2 separate regions of the Bombyx mori genome follow, and region 1 is linked to region 2. A link is a contact called in public Hi-C data. All regions are on one chromosome and are shown on one strand. The core of a region is the stretch at or near the end of the contact, and the rest is flanking DNA. Distances in the headings are between cores, read along the strand shown. Region 1 overlaps LOC101736508 (E3 ubiquitin-protein ligase goliath). Region 2 overlaps LOC101736508 (E3 ubiquitin-protein ligase goliath).

Region 1 (6,385 bases), core at 3,117-5,616, 57 kb after region 2:
CAGGTTAAACACCAAAAGACATGGCTTGGGACAGTAAGTGGCCAGTTCCTCTACCTACAATCTACTTACAGCGAAGCGTGCTGTAAAATAATGCTCAATATAATATTATTTTTAGTGTCCACCTTAGAACTCATTAAAGGAACCCATATATATTATACCTAAAGTACTTGACGAAGAATATCACGTATTTATAAGGTAAATTTCTTGTCTCCTAGATAGGGTCGCCACAACATGCATCCACAAAGTTAAATTTCACTTAAATTTCCCGATCCCTTTCCCAGCGAAAACACTCCTCAAATATAGAACGTCAGATATTTAAAAAAAAAAACTGGTTAGTCATTAAGTAAATAAAATAATAATAATAAATATTTTACTAACGATCACGCCACGTTAACTAGTCCCGTGATAAGTTTGTAAAGAACTTGTGTTACAGGTACCAGATAACGGAAATAAATGTAAGATTTTTATTATACACATACATATATTTAATATACATCCATAACCCTGGAAAAGACATTTATATTTATCATACAAATATCTTCCCTTGGCGGGATTCGAACCCGCGACCCCCTTTTGTAGTGACCATGTCACTTACCACTACACCAGAGACCATTAGGCAACAACTAGGGATAATCTAGATATTGTAATCTGTAATTAGTAGTTTACCAGAATTTTCTACCATAAATCGAACAGAAATTAACAAAGCTTGTTTTAAACATACTGCAAAGTCTTCTGCACAGCCTTGAGTTCCGATGTTTATTCAACAAGCATGCGGTCGCTTTGCTGTCATAACCATATTAATTTACAATTCAAAATACAGACGAGAACTAATTTTATGTTCCGCAAAAGAGGTCTATATGTGTAAACTTGAAACATTTCGTTATCTTGTTCATTTTAGAATATATTATGTTGCGATGTGCAATATTATGGAGAATTAATTTAAAAATTATTGCGGTGAAATTTTTTTTTATATTGTGGTTTATCTCGAACCAGTCAAACCAGTACACATTTCTTCGTAACTGTCTAGAATGAATTTCAATGGTGTTATACCTAGAGCCAACAATTTACAATGACCCAAAAAAGCCCAATGGTTGAAGTGTTGGGCAATTGTGTTTTCCCATCCCCTAAAGTCCAAGTATCAATTCCCACCTACCATGTACCCGCGTATAATGACGATTTCACCTTCGAAAATTTACAAAGAAATCCATTTAGCGTCGTACGAAATATGAGTATATCAGTAGGTCCTTTAAAGTAAACCGATTCGTCCATTTAAAGTATGACTGTTTTATCAAAATTGAAAAGTGATATGAACACGCAATGTATGCTTTTGTGCGTGTGTTATATTGTTTCCATGTCTTGTTCTAAGCAGACAGTATGCGTATGTAATCATACAACACAATAAACAGAACATAAATGAATGTTTGAACATCCCATCGTGTTTGTACAACGAAAGTTTCAGGGATTATTCATTTTATTCAGTAACGACAATAAAATATTTAAAATTTTAAGCTAGTTGTATGTATATGATTGGCCATAAACCGCTAACTTACGGCTTTTTACCAACGTGTCTATCCCCGGTCTTGCATGGCCTCGAAATTGCGAATCATTGCTCGCGTATATGATGAAGCACAGGAAAATGCAAATGTGCAAAATTTCATGATGACACGTGGATAGTTCCACAAGAAGTTGTCTACATTGGCAGTTGACATTGGTTATTCGAACACGAACAATTAATAGACTCTTACACTCGCCTTGGATCATTTTGCCTCTGTTTGTTTTTACTTCGGCTTGGCTATCATCTAGTTTCGTTGGCGCCAATTAGGCCGCGAGACTGCCAACAAATTATACAACAAACACTATGATAATCGCTCACAATATAAAGTACAGACAGAAGAAACACTTTATAAAATATTGAAAAGATTGTCTAATGACTATGAAGACGATTTAATTAAGTCATTATCCAATGGAAAGAAAGAACCGGACCAAGAGTCCATTAATAATCCATTAATATTAAGTCAATTTGATATTAGCGTGAAGTGCGTTCAATATTTAAAAAATATATCGGAAAGGTTGGCACGAGTTGTATACACCCCTATTTTTTAATTAGTACAAAAAATTTAACTGGGCTCTAAGTATCTTTAACTAATCATATTTGTGTAGTTAAAAATAAAAAACACTAAGTCTCAAAACTGTCCACAAAAATACGTAATAACTGGTAAATGCTAAATAATTATAAAAAAAATCAATCAATGACCGATAGTAGGTACGTGCGGCAGGGTTTGGGTACCTACGGGGCGCTGCTCCATTGATAAATTCCGGGAAACTCAAGTCGAAGCCCACCAACCACCCCTTGTCCCTCTGCGCCCGCGCCGCGCCCCGACGCAACAACGACAAAAAACAGTGCTAAATTGTTATCCGAAGTGTGCGCATGCTTTTTTTCGTTGCAACAGTTGTTTGTTTAAGTTTTCCCTGACGCGATGGCTTATCAGTTCACATCACGGGAGTATGTAGCTATGCTTCGTGCGTACTTTTTGAGTGGAGAAAACGCGAGTGCAGCTGTACGTATGTACAGGGAAGACACCCAAACGCTCGACAGCCAAATGTGCGAACCTGGTAAATGCTTACCAGCGTTTACTAGATCACGGTTCATTCCACGCACGGTCACCTACGTACGTCAAGAACGAGGAAGACCAGCGTTGTCACAAAATCTGTACGACGATGTACTAGCGTATTTTGAAGAGGATCCCTGGCGGAGTACAAATGACGCTGATCGACGGTTTAACATCAGCCAGTCCTGTGCCTGGAAGATTATTAATAAGGCTGGATTACATCCATATCACTAAGGAAATCTCAAGAATTAACGCCCATGGACTTCTTTTTGTGGAGTGAAATTAAGAGACGTGTGCACAGAAGCGAGCGAATTAGGCTCGAATGATTAAAACAGCGCATATTGGACGCTATTCAAGAAGTGAAAAGACAGAGAAGCGTACTTTTCTCGTTAAAAACAATTTAATGAAACGAGCCCGTCTGTGTATTAACAATAGTGGCGGACATTTCGAAGGACAATTGAAATACTTGTAAGTTTAGTAAATAATACCTATGTAAATAATTATTGTAAATATCACCTGATTCTAACTTCATAAATATGCCAAAATTTCTCTTTTCTTTTAGTACAGAATACCTTATTTTATTGTAATATTTGTTTATTGTTTTCTAATCACATATGTATTTAATTAATTGTAAAAAGGTAATTTTGCCGGTCCTAGGCCCGGATGAATATGAAAGGAGAGGTTAGAATTTAGAAAATTAAATAAAGTAGGTAACTACATCACATGTTCTTTTGTTTCATTTTATTGTCTAAGGCCATCTACGTCACAAGTGCGACAGTACGAATGCGAATGAGTAGGATGGAATACCATCAATGAAGTTCAATGAACTAATGAATGGTTTGTAAAGTAATATGTCCATGATTTCAGTGAGATTTTTTACAATAAACAAATGATAATAACTTTGCTATTTAAAGGTATTATGAAATTTTTCCGTCACATATATGATAATAATGTCTTCCCTAATATGTCCTTAAATTTTTTGTACTAGTTATAAAATAATGGTGTATACTAACGAACTTCGAGCCAGACATTCAATTTCGTTAGATGGGATATAAAATTATTGTTAACTAGCGACCCGCCCTCGCTTCGCTTCGGAAACATTAAAACACAAATGAAACAAAAAAAAAAAAATAAAAAAAAAAAATAGTAGCCTATGTTCATCAGGGACAATGTCGGCTTCTAATGGAAAAAGAATTTTTCAAATCGGTCCAATAGTTTCGGAGCCTATTCGAAACAGACAAACAAATCTTTCCTCTTTATAATATTATTAGTATATTAGTATTAGTATAGATAACAAACATTAATAAGAATGAAAGTGTGCTAAATGGAGCAAAACCGGCCGGATCGTCCGACCGTAACCTAGGATTCCCTTTACTTTGGGAACAAGATATAAATGCGTATATAAGTTTAAATATATTCATATATAGATAATAGCTATCGAACGAAGATAGAGAAGAATACTAGACGAAGAGTAACTTGTTTATCACACGAATGTTTTCGCGATGTCGCAATCGAAAACAACCCTCATCGCAAGAGTCCGGGGCGTGAACTACCGCACGCTAAATACCGCACCAATTTTCAATTGCTCAATTGATTTCAATATGTTTTTGATTACATAGTTAAACCGTATTTGGGTACTCCAGATAGTTCTGGAAGCTTCATACATAATATGTTTCAATATCAAACAAGTATGTTCATTATTGTTAATGTTACGTGCGTATCTGTTATCGTAATCGTTTGCGGTCATCAGACGGGGTTATTGCTTACGGATGTTGTTACAGCTATTCCTTATCAGACTTTAGTGCAACAATTGAAGGAGCTCCAGGTCACGCGCACTTGTTAACGAAATTGAATAATGAAGTTAACATCCTTGCTTACTTATACCTCAAACAATTCAAACAGAAACTATTTGTATTTTGTTTCGTCGGTAATGTTATTGTATTTTTGTTTGACAGTCCGGAAAATATGGCGAAGGATTCGTTGGGTCATCGAGCGGGGTCGGCGTGCACATCAGAGCCAAGGGCCCGGGCGGGGAAAGGGACCACACCGGCTGCTCGTGGCCCCTGCTGTCAACCACCGCGCCCAATGAACCTTTACCTCAAGAGCCCTGGATTGCTCTCATAAGACGAGGCAGCTGCAATTTTGAACTAAAGGTAACTCTTCACCAGCAAATTTTATATTAAATAAATCCTCCAAAGTTAGTCACTGGTGGTAGGGCGTCTTGCGTGTCTGCACGGGTAGGTACCACCACCCCGCCTATTTCTGCCGTGAAGCAGTAATGCGTTTCGGTTAGAATGGTGGGGTAGCTTTGTAACTATACTGAGACCTTTAGAACTCATATCTCAAGGTGAGTGGCGAAATTTACGTTGTAGATGTCTATGGGCTCCAGTAACCACTTAACACCAGGTGGGCTGTGAGATCGTCCACCCATCTAAGCAATAAAAAAAATTTTGTAACGTCAATCATACTAATTGTTCCCTTCTCTTTAAAGTTATGTTACACACAAAATATGTACCGCATTATCTATACTTAATATTATAAAGAGGAAAGATTTGTTTGTTTGTTTGTTTCGAATAGGCTCCGAAACTACTGGAACGATTTGAAAAATTCTTTTTCCATTAGAAGCCGACATTGTCCCTGATGAACATAGGCTACTTTTTTAACTTTTTTTTTTATTTTTATTTTTTTGGTTTCATGTGTGTTTTAATGTTTCCGAAGCGAACCGAGGGCGGGTCGCTAGTAATTAATAAATCGGTACTTTTCTATATCAATATATAGTCGTCAATTCTAAATAATGTAGTATTCGTTGGTATACAAATAATATAATCTATATTAAAACATCATAATAAATAGTGGACTATTAACCCAACGAAATGAGTGTACCTACAGATATCAGACACAGAGTGAACACACCGGCCTTATCTTTATTGTTCACGTATTATCGACTTTTATGTCCACGTTTTTTCGTTTACATTATACCGGCCGGCACTCATTTGAAATACCACAATAGTACAACAAATATAAAAATTCTTCTTATAAAAATTCTTCTAATAAAAATTCTTCTTCTTCTTTTTCTCCACCTTATCCCACTAGGTGGGGTCGGCACAGTTAATTTTTCTTTTCCATTCTCTTCTATCAGCCGTCATTTCAACACTCACTCCTCTCTCTCTCATATCGTCATTCACACACTCCATCCATGACTTCTTCGGTCGACTTCTTCCCCTCTACCTTCCATTTCAATACATCTACCATACATAAAAAAAAACATTATTTTTCGTAAATAATACCTGCTTGACGTTTCTTTTAATGGGCACGGGCGTCGCCCATATCTAGATACGAATGTGTGTAAAATTATCGTTCATAAATTCGATGGAACTATGTCACGAGTGAAATAAATTTTCACCTACCCTCTTGAGGTTATATCGTTGCTTTTGCGGATCAAGATCGTTCGTATATTAATCTGAAAATGACTTTGTTTTAGTAGAACAACGTACTATTTTCTAACAGTCACATAATATAAACAAAATTTATAGCACATAAAATACTGAACACCAATGTAAAAAGTAGACTTGGTATCCGGTTTTCTTACAATACATTTTGTGCCGACGTGACGATCGCTGGATGTTACATAAGTATAAAGAATGAACCTATAGCTATCTTTAAATAAATTACACCGTGATGTCCTCTGTTAATTGGCATATTAAAAGCTTTTGAATCAGCGAACAAATGACAGTTTTTTTTTCTGTGTCGTTTTAAAGACTATCAGCTAAATTATT
Region 2 (5,801 bases), core at 2,999-5,498:
TCGAGAACGGCTGCACCGATTTGGCTAATTTTGGTCTTGAATTATTTGTGGAAGTCCAGAGAAGGTTTAAAAGGTAGATAAACATGAAAATGCTCGAAATTAAATAAAAATTACAATTTTATTTTTCTTTTTATGTGTCCCTCGTCGGACAAGGATTCTTTTTGTTTGTTTTAAGTTTATTTTATACAAAACTTTAAATTAGGTCTTTTATTTATCGATTGAGGCACTACGAAGTCTGCCGGGTTAGCTAGTAACCAATAAAAATATTACGCGTCGGCATCAAAACAACCTGTCACAGAAAACTTTACACTCTTAGAAACATCATTTTTATGCTTACAAAATTTGACGTATATAAGTTCTAATTTAAATGAGAGAATTGTTAAGTACAACCACAATTTATCTGTTAAGAATGTGCTCACAATGGTGTATCGGTGTATGAATGAAGTGCGCGTATCCCACGGTTCTAATTGCGTTATGTTTCAAGTAAATAATATATTCATAGTTGAAATGGAGGTCAGCTAGTAATGGTTATACACGAAAATAAAAAAAATGGCGTACCGCCTCTCGTCAAGTGAGTTACGTTAATTACTATAATATACTAGTGTTCATAAAATAATCGAAATTCAACCATAGTTACTGACCCTGAAGATTTAGATTGATTTTATCCGTGTAGTGTAACTACATCGTTTTTTTTTTGCTTTTCGACTGGCGTTTTGAACAAAAAACATTCAAAAGAATAAGACGTTCATCGAAATCGCCTCAATAGTTTTTCACCGAACAAACAAACACTATTTTTTATTATTAGCCTTAACTTTACAAAAAAAGGTTTTAAAGTTAATTAGAACATTGCTGATGAAAAGCATCATACTATCAAACATCATCATCATCATAGTCTGTTACTCTTGGCAGAGCGGTCGTGGTCATGATGTGGAATCCTTGTTTATTATAGCCTTGACAGTTGTTCTCCATAGTTTGCGAACTGAGGTTTGGCACACGCACTCGTTAAATGAAGTTTTGGTAAGGTTTTTCACTTGGATCAGTCCAGCGCATGGGGCTTCGTCCACGAGGTCTTTTACCGTTTATCATACTATAGATAACCCTAAAATATATATATACAATCTCTCTCGCTCACACAGACACACACACGCGCACGCACGCACGCACGCACGCAAACAAAGACAGAAAAGGATTATTTATCAAATCACATGTGCTCATAAGTAAGTCGTCTAGTCTCTAATTCTGAATCCAATATGTGTTCGTAATTGGATGTTCGATGACGACAGACACGTGAGTCGCGATACGTGAGCCTGCACTCGTCAGGATTCCAAATTACATTATTTGATTGACACTGCAGACGTTACTTGCATTTGTACTAGAGGACAGAATACGACGCATTTGAAGCTTCAATTAAACAGCTTAGAGCAGGGGTTCTCAAATTTATTTTGTCTACTGCCTACTTTGAGAATAAATTATTTTTTAGCGCCCCCATTTTTTCGCTTTCTTAAAAACCACTATAGCGAGAACACAGCCGGAGTCTTAGGATCCTTCTAGATGAAATTACAAATCGCCTTTAAAGCCTCCTACACAACGCCCCCATTTTTTTCTGGGTCTCTTATCGCCCCCCTTTAGGCCTGTAGCGCCCACAAGGGGGCGTTGTCGCCCACCTTGGGAAAGGCTGGTCTAGAGAGACCATATCAGCGTAACCCTAACTAGTAGGTGAGCTCACGGGGCTCAAACCTGACGATGTTGCTAACACGAACCCTAGCAAGAGCCGTGCTTCACAGAATCTACTGCCAGATAGGACACGCGACCCACTGAGAAGATCCGGCGAGAAACTCAGTGGGCTAAAACAGTGCTCCGCTACGTAAATCAACTTTAATGAATACGTTTCGTATTCAATTCGATTGCTGCGAGTCTAAGATTAAAACGACTTTTACGCCTTAATCTCTAGTTTTTTATAGTTCTGATCACGGAATAGATAAATAAGGTTCCTTATTATCCTACCTTATTTATCTATTCCGTGGTTCTGATATTATTTGCGACTTTTCGAATACTTTACAGTTTTCGTTGTCAGTAACGACTAACTGTTACAATTGTACAATTGTACACAGTACAATTGAATTTGAGCGACATTTGAAATATTGTGTAATTTTGGAACGAAGTTCTTTATGGGACGATGCAGAGGGTTACCCTAACCGGGAAAAAACGTCCGTAACGTAAGATTTTTTCTATTTCGGCCGTAAAGCAGTAATGCGTTTCGGTTTGAAGGGTGGGGCAGCCGTTGTAACTATACTTGAGACCTTAGAACTTATGTCTCAAGGTGGGTGGCGCATTTAAGTTGTAGATGTCTATGGGCTCCAGTAACCACTTAACACCAGGCGGGCTGTGAGCACGTCCACTCATTTAAACAATAAAAAAAAAAACATCCATAATACTTCACACGGTGTTCGTCCGCAATCCATTTTCAGAGGTCCTGTTTTGGCCAAACATGATACGTTTTTTATTGAAAATAAGTCTTACCTCCCATGTCAGTGTAATGTGACGTGCTCTTGTTTTGGAAATTGTCTGATGTTCGACACTTGTGTGGTTTTCGTTAAATGCTATCAGATGTGTATGCAATGGAAACCACATGTGAAATATTCAGTTAAAGAAGTATAGGCTGTCGATACGCGTCATAGTATATACATCGGGTTTGTTGCAAGCGTAAAGTTCTATCGTGAGACGGGTCAACGATTTCTTACACAAACGCGGCGGCATTTATTTTAAAAATAAAATGTACTTCATAGAAATTCTGTTTTGATAACATAGTTTTGTTGCGTTAGTATTAAAATTAGAATCTATCGAATTTATCCTACGGGTTCATTACTGTGCGTTTATATTAATATAGTATACATATTTTTAAAAATATATCCACGGAAACAATACAGGGACGTATATCTATATTAATATATAGTGTTTTTACGGATGTTCCGTTATAACTACTGAACCATGCATCCGATTGACTTGAAACTTGGTATCTATGTAGAAAATACATGTACTTAATGGATAGGTTAATATTTATATGAGTGTTGGACTCCCTACAGCAGTTACGGGGTCGTTAATGATGAGAATCTTTGTGGGTGTGAGAAATAATAATGTTAATTTTAAATGCCCAACGAAGCGGATCGGGTACAGCTAGTTTATTTATATCAATATCATATAGTTGAACAGACTTTTAATCGCCAACGCAACGTTTAAATACAAATAACAGATCGAGACAAAAGAATACCTTGGACGTCACCCTACTAATGATATAAAACCTACGTGTTTTAATTTATTGTTACGATAAAAGTTTGTAAACAGTACATCGTAGTTGATTGTACCTTCTCATTTAATTAGGGCTGCGAAGTCAATAAATTTATGTACGTAACTAAATCCGGATTATAAATTAAGTTGAATGAATTCTTAAATAACAAATTAGAGGCTAAACAGGAAGTGTTGGCACAGGGAAAAGGTTTCATTCAGTCTCGCTTCGTGTCTGATTAAGAAATACTTCCTGCGGTGCTGACGAATATAGCTATACGGAAACTGAATGGCCTCGGGTTGCGCTGGTTGCTCTGTACTCTGCTGAGCGTGGGTGGTAACGGATGAGCATCGAAAACAAAATCAACAAACTTATTTTAAGAGAGATCATCAATATCCTGAACTGCTGTAACAGTTTGGCGATCTATAGTCAATCGTAATTATTGTATGAAAACTAAAAAAAAAAAAAGTGGTCAAATAGTAAACCGAACTAACAATTAATTTCATCTTTTTTTACTGTTTTTTTTTATCTTTTATTGCCCGTGTAGGCAGATGAGCATACGGCCCACCTGATGGTGAGTGGTTACCTTCGCCCATGGACTTCAGCAAATGTAATAATAAAATAGATTAACTACTGATGGTAGGACGTCTTGTGAGTCCGCACGGGTAGGTACCACCGCCCTGCCTATTTCTGCCGTGAAGCAGTAACGCGCTTCGGTTTGAAGAGCGGGGCAGCCGTTGTACTATACTATTGTATAAAAATGTTGTTGAGGTGTACTATTAACAATACATTAATAAATAAAATACGTACATTCAATAAATAGATATATACCGCTTGCATATAATATGAAATCACTATATGATTTATATACATAACGTAGTGATTATAGAGCTATTGACAATGCTTGTGGTCTTAATCTGTTGAATGTCGCGATATAAATAGACACAGCTTTGAGCTTTATATCGAGCGGAGAAGGGACGCGTGGATCTCGTTAAATTAACTTCGGTGCCATGTTAGTGTGACCATATGGTGGGACTGTGGAACGCATTTTAATTGTCTATTTGTGTTTAACGGGGTTTATTACGTTTTTAGCCTTCAATGTTATTACATGTGAGTGGACATATTCATAGCATCGTATACATTTAACATACCCTCTAACATCTGGAGGTATAATAACCATTTATTTGTCAAATTATAATAACTACAGAACGGGTACAAAACAAATAGAAGATATGCTTTTAAATTGAAATATTCTGTGATCGAATATCTACCTATACGTATTTATTCTCAATGTAAACCATTTTCCTTCGACAGACAATGTTTACCGTTATCATTATCCTGCCCTTCTCCCAGTCGCCTGGGGTCGGTGCAACATGTTTTCTCCTTCCATACACTCTATCATATACCATTTCTTCGCTCACTCCCTTCTTACCTATGTCTTTCACGCAATCCATCCATTTCTTCTTAGGTCTACCTCTTCCTCTATATCCTTCCATATTCATAGTTAACATTCTCTTACCAACCTCATTTTCATTTCGTCTCATCACATGTCCATACCATTTCAAACGCGCACTTCTCAGCTTCTCTGTCACAGGTGCCACTTCAGACTTCCTCTAACATATTCATTCCGTATTCTATCCATTGTGATGATGATGTTTACCGTTATATGAGTAAAAATCACAAAGGAACAATATAAAAATAGTTTTAAAATAATTATGGTGTATTTTCTATAGTAAACTACATTGTAGGCTATTTTTGAAGTTCGTCTGATACAGACATTCAAAATGATTTGTAAATTGTAAAATAAAACAAAAAATAAAGTTATTTCACGTTTAAATATGTTATTAATTTATAGCAAAACAAAGAAACGTCTCGAATCGTGTATAGAAAGAAAAAAAAATGTTAATTTAAACAAAGAGAATCTGAAATGTTATTCATTAACTTAATTAAGTGACGTCTACGTTAGAATAGTTGTTTTCGTGAAATTTCGTTAATTCAGAGTGTGTACTTAATTAATTTTCGAGTTTTTTTTTCCTATCTATTCTAGTAACCTCGAGGGGGTTATTCTAGATTCACCGAGCGAGTAGGTGAGCTCACGGGGCTCAAACCGAGAGTGTTGCTAACACTGGCCCTAGCAAGAGCCGTGCTTCGCAGAATCTACCACCGGAGAACGATGACCGGTGCTTGAGGTATCTAAAAGCACCGATCGGGAGGATCCGAAATGACGTGTTTTGGGCGACGTCGACTGTTTACCATTCGGTCCGCAGGATCGGGAAGCCACGATGAGAAGAGGGCTCTCGTGTTGTGCCGCTTTCTCGAAATTTGCGCACTGATACCGGCTGTACGTACATACTTACTGATGGAATTTAGGTCCATGTCGTCGTGGAGGTCCACGTTTCGGATGTATTGTAACTCCACTTGTACAATCTTTAGATATGTGCTCACTACAGAAAACACCGCTTTTTTCCCGTTTTTTTTCAGACTACCGCCTTTTTTATTATATCTTGTCCCCACTACT

Evidence for each region. A called contact is a pair of places that touch in the nucleus more often than the background predicts.
Region 1: a contact with region 2 is called in a Hi-C map of posterior silk gland, with 1.5 times the contacts expected there. The contact joins two enhancer-like sites. A contact is called at or near these places in 3 of 7 Hi-C or Micro-C datasets (posterior silk gland and whole pupa).

The regions. Positions count from the first base shown.
Region 1 is chr14:4,737,000-4,743,384 of ASM3026992v2, forward strand. It overlaps LOC101736508 (E3 ubiquitin-protein ligase goliath), which reads left to right. Exons shown (of 12, transcript XM_062672019.1): 3 at 4,565-4,762. Among protein-coding and RNA genes, the nearest start is that of LOC134200084, 48 kb to the left of the region's middle. Within about 2 kb of position 4,367, at least 6 of the 8 cell types and tissues checked have open chromatin away from gene starts, as enhancers often do.
Region 2 is chr14:4,680,138-4,685,938 of ASM3026992v2, forward strand. The region is part of intron 1 of LOC101736508 (E3 ubiquitin-protein ligase goliath); the gene reads left to right. It overlaps LOC134200079, which reads left to right. Exons shown (of 3, transcript XM_062672025.1): 1 at 1-5,801. Among protein-coding and RNA genes, the nearest start is that of LOC134200084, 8.7 kb to the right of the region's middle. Within about 2 kb of position 4,249, at least 2 of the 8 cell types and tissues checked have open chromatin away from gene starts, as enhancers often do.